Regions from separate parts of the Sus scrofa genome. Here region 2 is linked to region 1. A link is a contact called in public HiChIP or PLAC-seq data. All regions are on one chromosome and are shown on one strand. Each heading gives the region's core, a stretch centred on a gene start, on an enhancer-like site or on the middle of the called end of the contact. The rest is flanking DNA. Distances are from core to core; before and after follow the strand shown.

Region 1 (2,598 bases), core at 44-2,543:
CAGAATCCAGAGCTCACGGTCATGGGGGAATGGAGCGGTCAGGTCTGCAGAGGAGCCCACAGCCTGCCTGCCCTTGAGGATGAGCTCCCCAAGTACCCGAGGCCAGTGGGCCGTGCTCATGATGTGTCTGTGGTTATCCACAGACCCGCCCCCGCCCAGCATGGCAGGGGAGCAAGGGCTAGGCCCATCCAACTTCCTGCACAGAGGCTCCAGGCCTGGAAGGCCTCAGCAGATCGGGTGGGTTGAGGGTCAGCAGGCAGAGCTGGGGCCTAGCAACAGGGCTGACAGGGGAGCTCTGTGCTGGATTTTTCTCTCTTGGCCCCTTCTCACTCCCCTGGCCCTGGGCAGCTCTGGTGAGAAAGGGGGCCCTAGGTCTTTCTGTGTTCCTCCACTGTGCCCCACCCCCGCTGGCCACTGTGGACAGTCCCCTGCTTGCTTTGGGGAAGATGAGACGAGCAGGAGGAGGCACTGAGATGTGCAGGGGGGCTTGGCACCAGTCAGGTCCAGAGAGGATTGTGTCTGTCTCTGTTCCCCGCACAGTGACTTGCTCGGGGTAAGAGCTGAGTAGGAGGCCAGGCCTGTGCACGTGGGCGCTAAGTGTCTAAGTGTCGCATCCCAGTTCCGAACCGTCTCTACGATTCCTTGGCAGACCCACCCTCTCTGGAACCCTGCTCCTTTAGGTCTGAGCCTGTGATATGTCAGGGCTCAGATGGAGCCTCTTTTCCCTTTGTGGGATATAAAGAACTAAAGTGTAATGGGGAGCAGTCCCGGGATGCTAGAAAACGGGTTTTTCCCTTTCTCTTTTATTCCTAGGAAGTTGATAGTTTTTCTTTCTACATTCTGGCGCGCTTGTTCAACTTGAAACAAAATGCCATGAAAGCTTCTAAGTTTTTGCCCTGGACTTACCATACAGGGTAAGAAATCATATTCTAAGATTTGAAAAGCTTAAGTTGAGGCGGCTGTGTGATTTTGGCAGTGTTTCTCTACGCGAAATCCCCGGGCCTGGTGCCAGCCTCTACCTCCCTCGTCATGGCTGGCAGGTTTGCTGGAGTGGAGGGCAGATGGCGAGGGCCTGCCTGGTGCCAAAGCTCAGGCCCCAAGAATCTGCAGCAGCTTCAAAAACAGGGACATAGGGAAGATGACTGCACATGAGGAGGTCTGCCCTTGTGTTCCTCTTTTTTCTTTGAATCCAAAGTATGCTGGGAGAAGAAAAGCTAGCGATCACAATGTATGTGAGTCAGCACCAGGGGTGGGTGAGGCTTGGGGACAGGGACTCACTGAGTCATGGGCATTGCAGCTGTGAACATCCTCCACTTAACTGCCTCATTTATGGAGAAGCCACAGAGGCCCTGGAAGAGCAAAGGACCCACTCAGGGACTCACAGCTGATTGGGGTGCTGGAAGAGGAGCAGGATCCTGGACCCCCAGTCCACTGCTCCTGGGTGATTCCTGGGGTCCGCTGACTTCCTGCTCCTTCCTGGGGCCCCCAAGCGCACTACTGGGTCTGGGTTCGGGAGGCTGCCCTCTCCTGTTCTTGCAGCCTTTGACCTCCAGGCACCACCCCCCATTCTCCCTCTAGCCGGAGCTCCAGGGCAATAGGATGCCAGGGCTCTGGGTCCCAGAGTGTCTCTGTCTTGTACCTTCTGGGGCAGAGCGGCCAGCATCCTTGTCCTCCTGTACCTCCTCTCCGTCCACCAGCTTCCCGGGTCCCGTGATAGTTTGGCACAGCTGCAGGCCATCTGGGCTGCCACTCTCCTGAGCTGCACAGAAAGGCTGGTGAAGAGCAGCCCTGCGAGGTTCACAGCAGGAACAGTAGTGTCTGCTCCCCAGAGGGGCTGGGAAGACCCAGGGGCCTCCACTCTTTTCCTGCCCTAAGTGCCTTTCTGGCATTTATTTCCTTTTTTTTTCCTTTTTCTTTTTTTTTTTTTTTTTTTTCCCCTCCCTTCCTTTCTTAGAGCAGTGTCTCAAAATCTGAGGCCGTGCCTGCAGGTCTGCAAGGGAATGGTGGACCTTGGGCTTAAAAAATTTAATAAAACAACTCTAGTTCTGGGAAGGAAAAGAAACAATTTAAGGTGTTGATAAATGCTTGGCAGAGCTCTTTTCCTCTTTTCAGAGCTGATCCCGCAGATTAGGGTTTTGGCCCAGGGCTTATTACTTAACAACCCGTACAAGCAGGCAGAAATGTAAATGACGCTTTCTTTTCTTTTCTTCTGCTGAAAAGGGGGCTCTGACCTTGGAATAGGAGCCTTTCCTTGAAGCACTGACATCTTTCCAGCCAGAGAGGGCTTTTTCCCCCTATTTCCTTTGTTCAAGGAGATTGAAGTCAGGCTTTTTACTTACCTTTCCCAGGGGGTTCCACACCTCCCAGCCTCAACTCTCGCAGTGTTAACAGTACATTTACAAACCTGTGTTGTTCCTCCTGATTGATTCTCATATATATTTGTCACATGTCTTCCAAGGAATGTCACCGGGCAACACTTTGCTCACATGGTTTGGATTACTGTTGTACCCAATGGAACAAAGCTTCATTTGTTTAAAAATATGTAATAGTTAAGGTTTAATGGTCAGTGCTTCCCTATATATCTTCATAGAGAAGTGT
Region 2 (2,598 bases), core at 53-2,552, 250 kb before region 1:
TGAGGTAAGTATACATCCGTGAAACCAGCCTCCCTCACAATCTGTGCCATAGACAAATCTATTACCTCCAAACATTTCCTCCCCCTGCCCTTTATTTACTATTATTGTGTGTGTGTGAGGGATAAGGACACTTCAGACATACCCTCTAAGCAAACGTGTAAGTACACAATACAGTATTGTTAAGTCTCTGCCCCCTGCTGCACAGTAGCGCTCTAGGCCTTGTTTCTCTTGCATTACCCAAACTCTGTAGCCTTTGACGGATACCTCTCGACTTCCCCACCCCCTTTCCCTACGATTGTCTTCATAGTACTTTGTTCCCTTGGCAGCTGATTCAGATCTCTCAGTCTTTATAGGGCTGGGTAGTTGATCACACCTTGATTTGAATGGCTAGCAGCTGAAGGTCACAAGTGCGACTTGCAAGGATTTCTCTGAGTAGGTCAGTCTGTTTTGTCTGTGTGCCCAACCCTATGGCAAGTGCTGTGGGAATTGGAGAGACTTGTACCTGGGATTTTTATACTTCCGGTGCACAGAACGCTCCCCACTGACAGGATCTCATTTCATCCTCACCGTCAGCATGGGAGGTGGGAGGTAGGCATTCTTTTGATCCTCATTTGACATACCTGCACCCAGGAATTCATGGTGCTTAAATGACTTAATGAGATAATAGCAAGAGATTATTCTAAAGGCCACTGAGAAGTTTCCATCGTGGCACAGCAGAAAAGAGTCCAACTAGGAACCATGAGGTTGGAGGTTCAATCCCTGGCCTTGCTCAGTGGGTTAAGGATCCAGCATTGCCATGAGCTGTGGTGTAGGTCGCAGATGTGGCTTGGATCTGGTGTTGCTGTGGTGTAGACTGGCAGATGTAGCTCTGATTCAACCCCTAGCCTGGGAACCTCCATATGCTACAGGTACGGCCCTAAGAAAAAAAAGTAATAATAATAAGTAAGAAAAAAAATAAAGGCCACTGAAATGCACAGTGGTTGCTCTGAGGTCCTTTTCAGGACTAGAGAGTAATGCATAGGGAAGGCTGCCAATATATACCCTAACAACTCCGTCAATCCCAGCTTTCGAGCTGCGCAGGCCATACCTTTGGCTCTGAGAGGCTTTTTTTCATCTCTGAAAATTAAGCCGAGAGGGTCAATGAAGCAGCAGCTCAGAGTATGGGAGCTCTAGCCAGTGTTTTTCAGGAACTACTTTTTTTTTTTTTTTTTTTTTTTGGTCTTTTTAGGGCCACACCCATGTCATATGTAAATTCCAGGCTGGGGGTGGAATCACAGCTGTAGCCAAAGGCCTACCCCTCGACCACAGCAACACCAGATCCAAGCCGCATCTGCAACCTACACCACAGCTCACGGCAACGCTGGAGCCTTAACCCACTGAGTGACGTCAGAGAATGAACCCACATCCTCTTGGATACTAGTTGGGTTCCTTACCACTGAGCCACAAGGAAACTCCCAATTAGAGAAAAACTTCTGTTTTTAGATCCAGAAAGATTGTTCAAAATAAAACTCAAGACAACAGTGAGCACATTTACAGCTGGATATGTAAGTCCTTACCTCACAGCAAGATAAGAGGCAGCCATAGCCTAAGCCCATCTTTTCAGGACTTGTAAAACTGTGAGCAGACTAGAGATTTGAGCCACATGTGCACCCACCGAGTCCCTTCACATGTAGCCCAAATGCACTGTGATCTGGGGCTCAGACTGACTGCACAATAAGGACATTAGTGACTTGAACTTCACTTTGAGTTTAGGGTCCCTTGAGCTTTTCTTGGATTGGAGAAATGATCAGCCAATCAACTATTTAGTGTAAATAAAACTTCAATGTGATAAACTTTAAGAGACTCATTGGACTCAAGTAACTGACAAACCAGCTACTCTCAAGGACTTTAAAGCACAAAAGTTGAAGGTAGTTGTTGCTAATTAAATTTAATCCCATAAAACTGCAGCCCACCTAATCCTTGGGGCAGGGCGCAGATCTCTCACAAGGGCCTTATCTTAATAAATCTACTTCTTGCCTATCAAAAAAAAACCTTTAATCCAACCTGTTCATTAAAAATACACGTGATAGAATGGGCACAACATTGTAAATCAACTATACTTTAATGTAAGAAAATAAAAATAAATATATATATACTTGACCACATTCCCTTGTAGAAGACACCTTGATAACCAAATATCTGGAAAAGCTGAGGTTTTTCTCCATTAGCCTAGGTAAGTTTGCCCTAAGTAAATATGCATTGTCATCAGAATACAAGGATGGAATCACACAGCAGGAAGAATAAAATGGGTCATTAGAGGTAAAACGAGATTTTAAACTGATCTTCGAAATTGTAAAACCAACAAAGCAAAAACAAACAGAGCTCGGTGGAAATGAATGGCCGGCCACTCAATGGGGCAGAAAGGGACTAAATCCTCAAAGTGACAAATTAATGTTTCCACCGTAAGTTCTTCTCACCCCTCCCAGCCACCCCCACTCTCACGGCCCCCCACCCCCACCCCATACAATCCTCTTCAAACTCTGCAACATCAATTGGGGAACAAATAGGTCCTCCCCAGGCCCAGACCAGAGACCAGATTTATTTTGTTTTATTTGTTTG

Evidence for each region. HiChIP or PLAC-seq counts read pairs in DNA pulled down with a chosen protein or histone mark.
Region 2: an H3K27ac HiChIP or PLAC-seq map of alveolar macrophages shows a contact between it and region 1. The contact joins two enhancer-like sites. A contact is called at or near these places in 1 of 47 Hi-C or Micro-C datasets (heart right ventricle) and 2 of 2 datasets of contacts at active chromatin or transcription factors (alveolar macrophages and skeletal muscle).

The regions. Positions count from the first base shown.
Region 1 is chr2:87,379,811-87,382,408 of Sscrofa11.1, reverse strand. All of the region lies in intron 3 of LHFPL2 (lipoma HMGIC fusion partner-like 2), which reads left to right. Among named protein-coding and RNA genes, the nearest start is that of LHFPL2, 120 kb to the left of the region's middle. Within about 2 kb of position 1,293, at least 30 of the 83 cell types and tissues checked have an H3K27ac peak or open chromatin away from gene starts, as enhancers often do. A contact at or near this core is called in alveolar macrophages, where this site is marked.
Region 2 is chr2:87,629,040-87,631,637 of Sscrofa11.1, reverse strand. The region is part of intron 6 of ARSB (arylsulfatase B); the gene reads left to right. Among named protein-coding and RNA genes, the nearest start is that of LHFPL2, 130 kb to the right of the region's middle. Within about 2 kb of position 1,302, at least 3 of the 83 cell types and tissues checked have an H3K27ac peak or open chromatin away from gene starts, as enhancers often do. A contact at or near this core is called in alveolar macrophages, where this site is marked.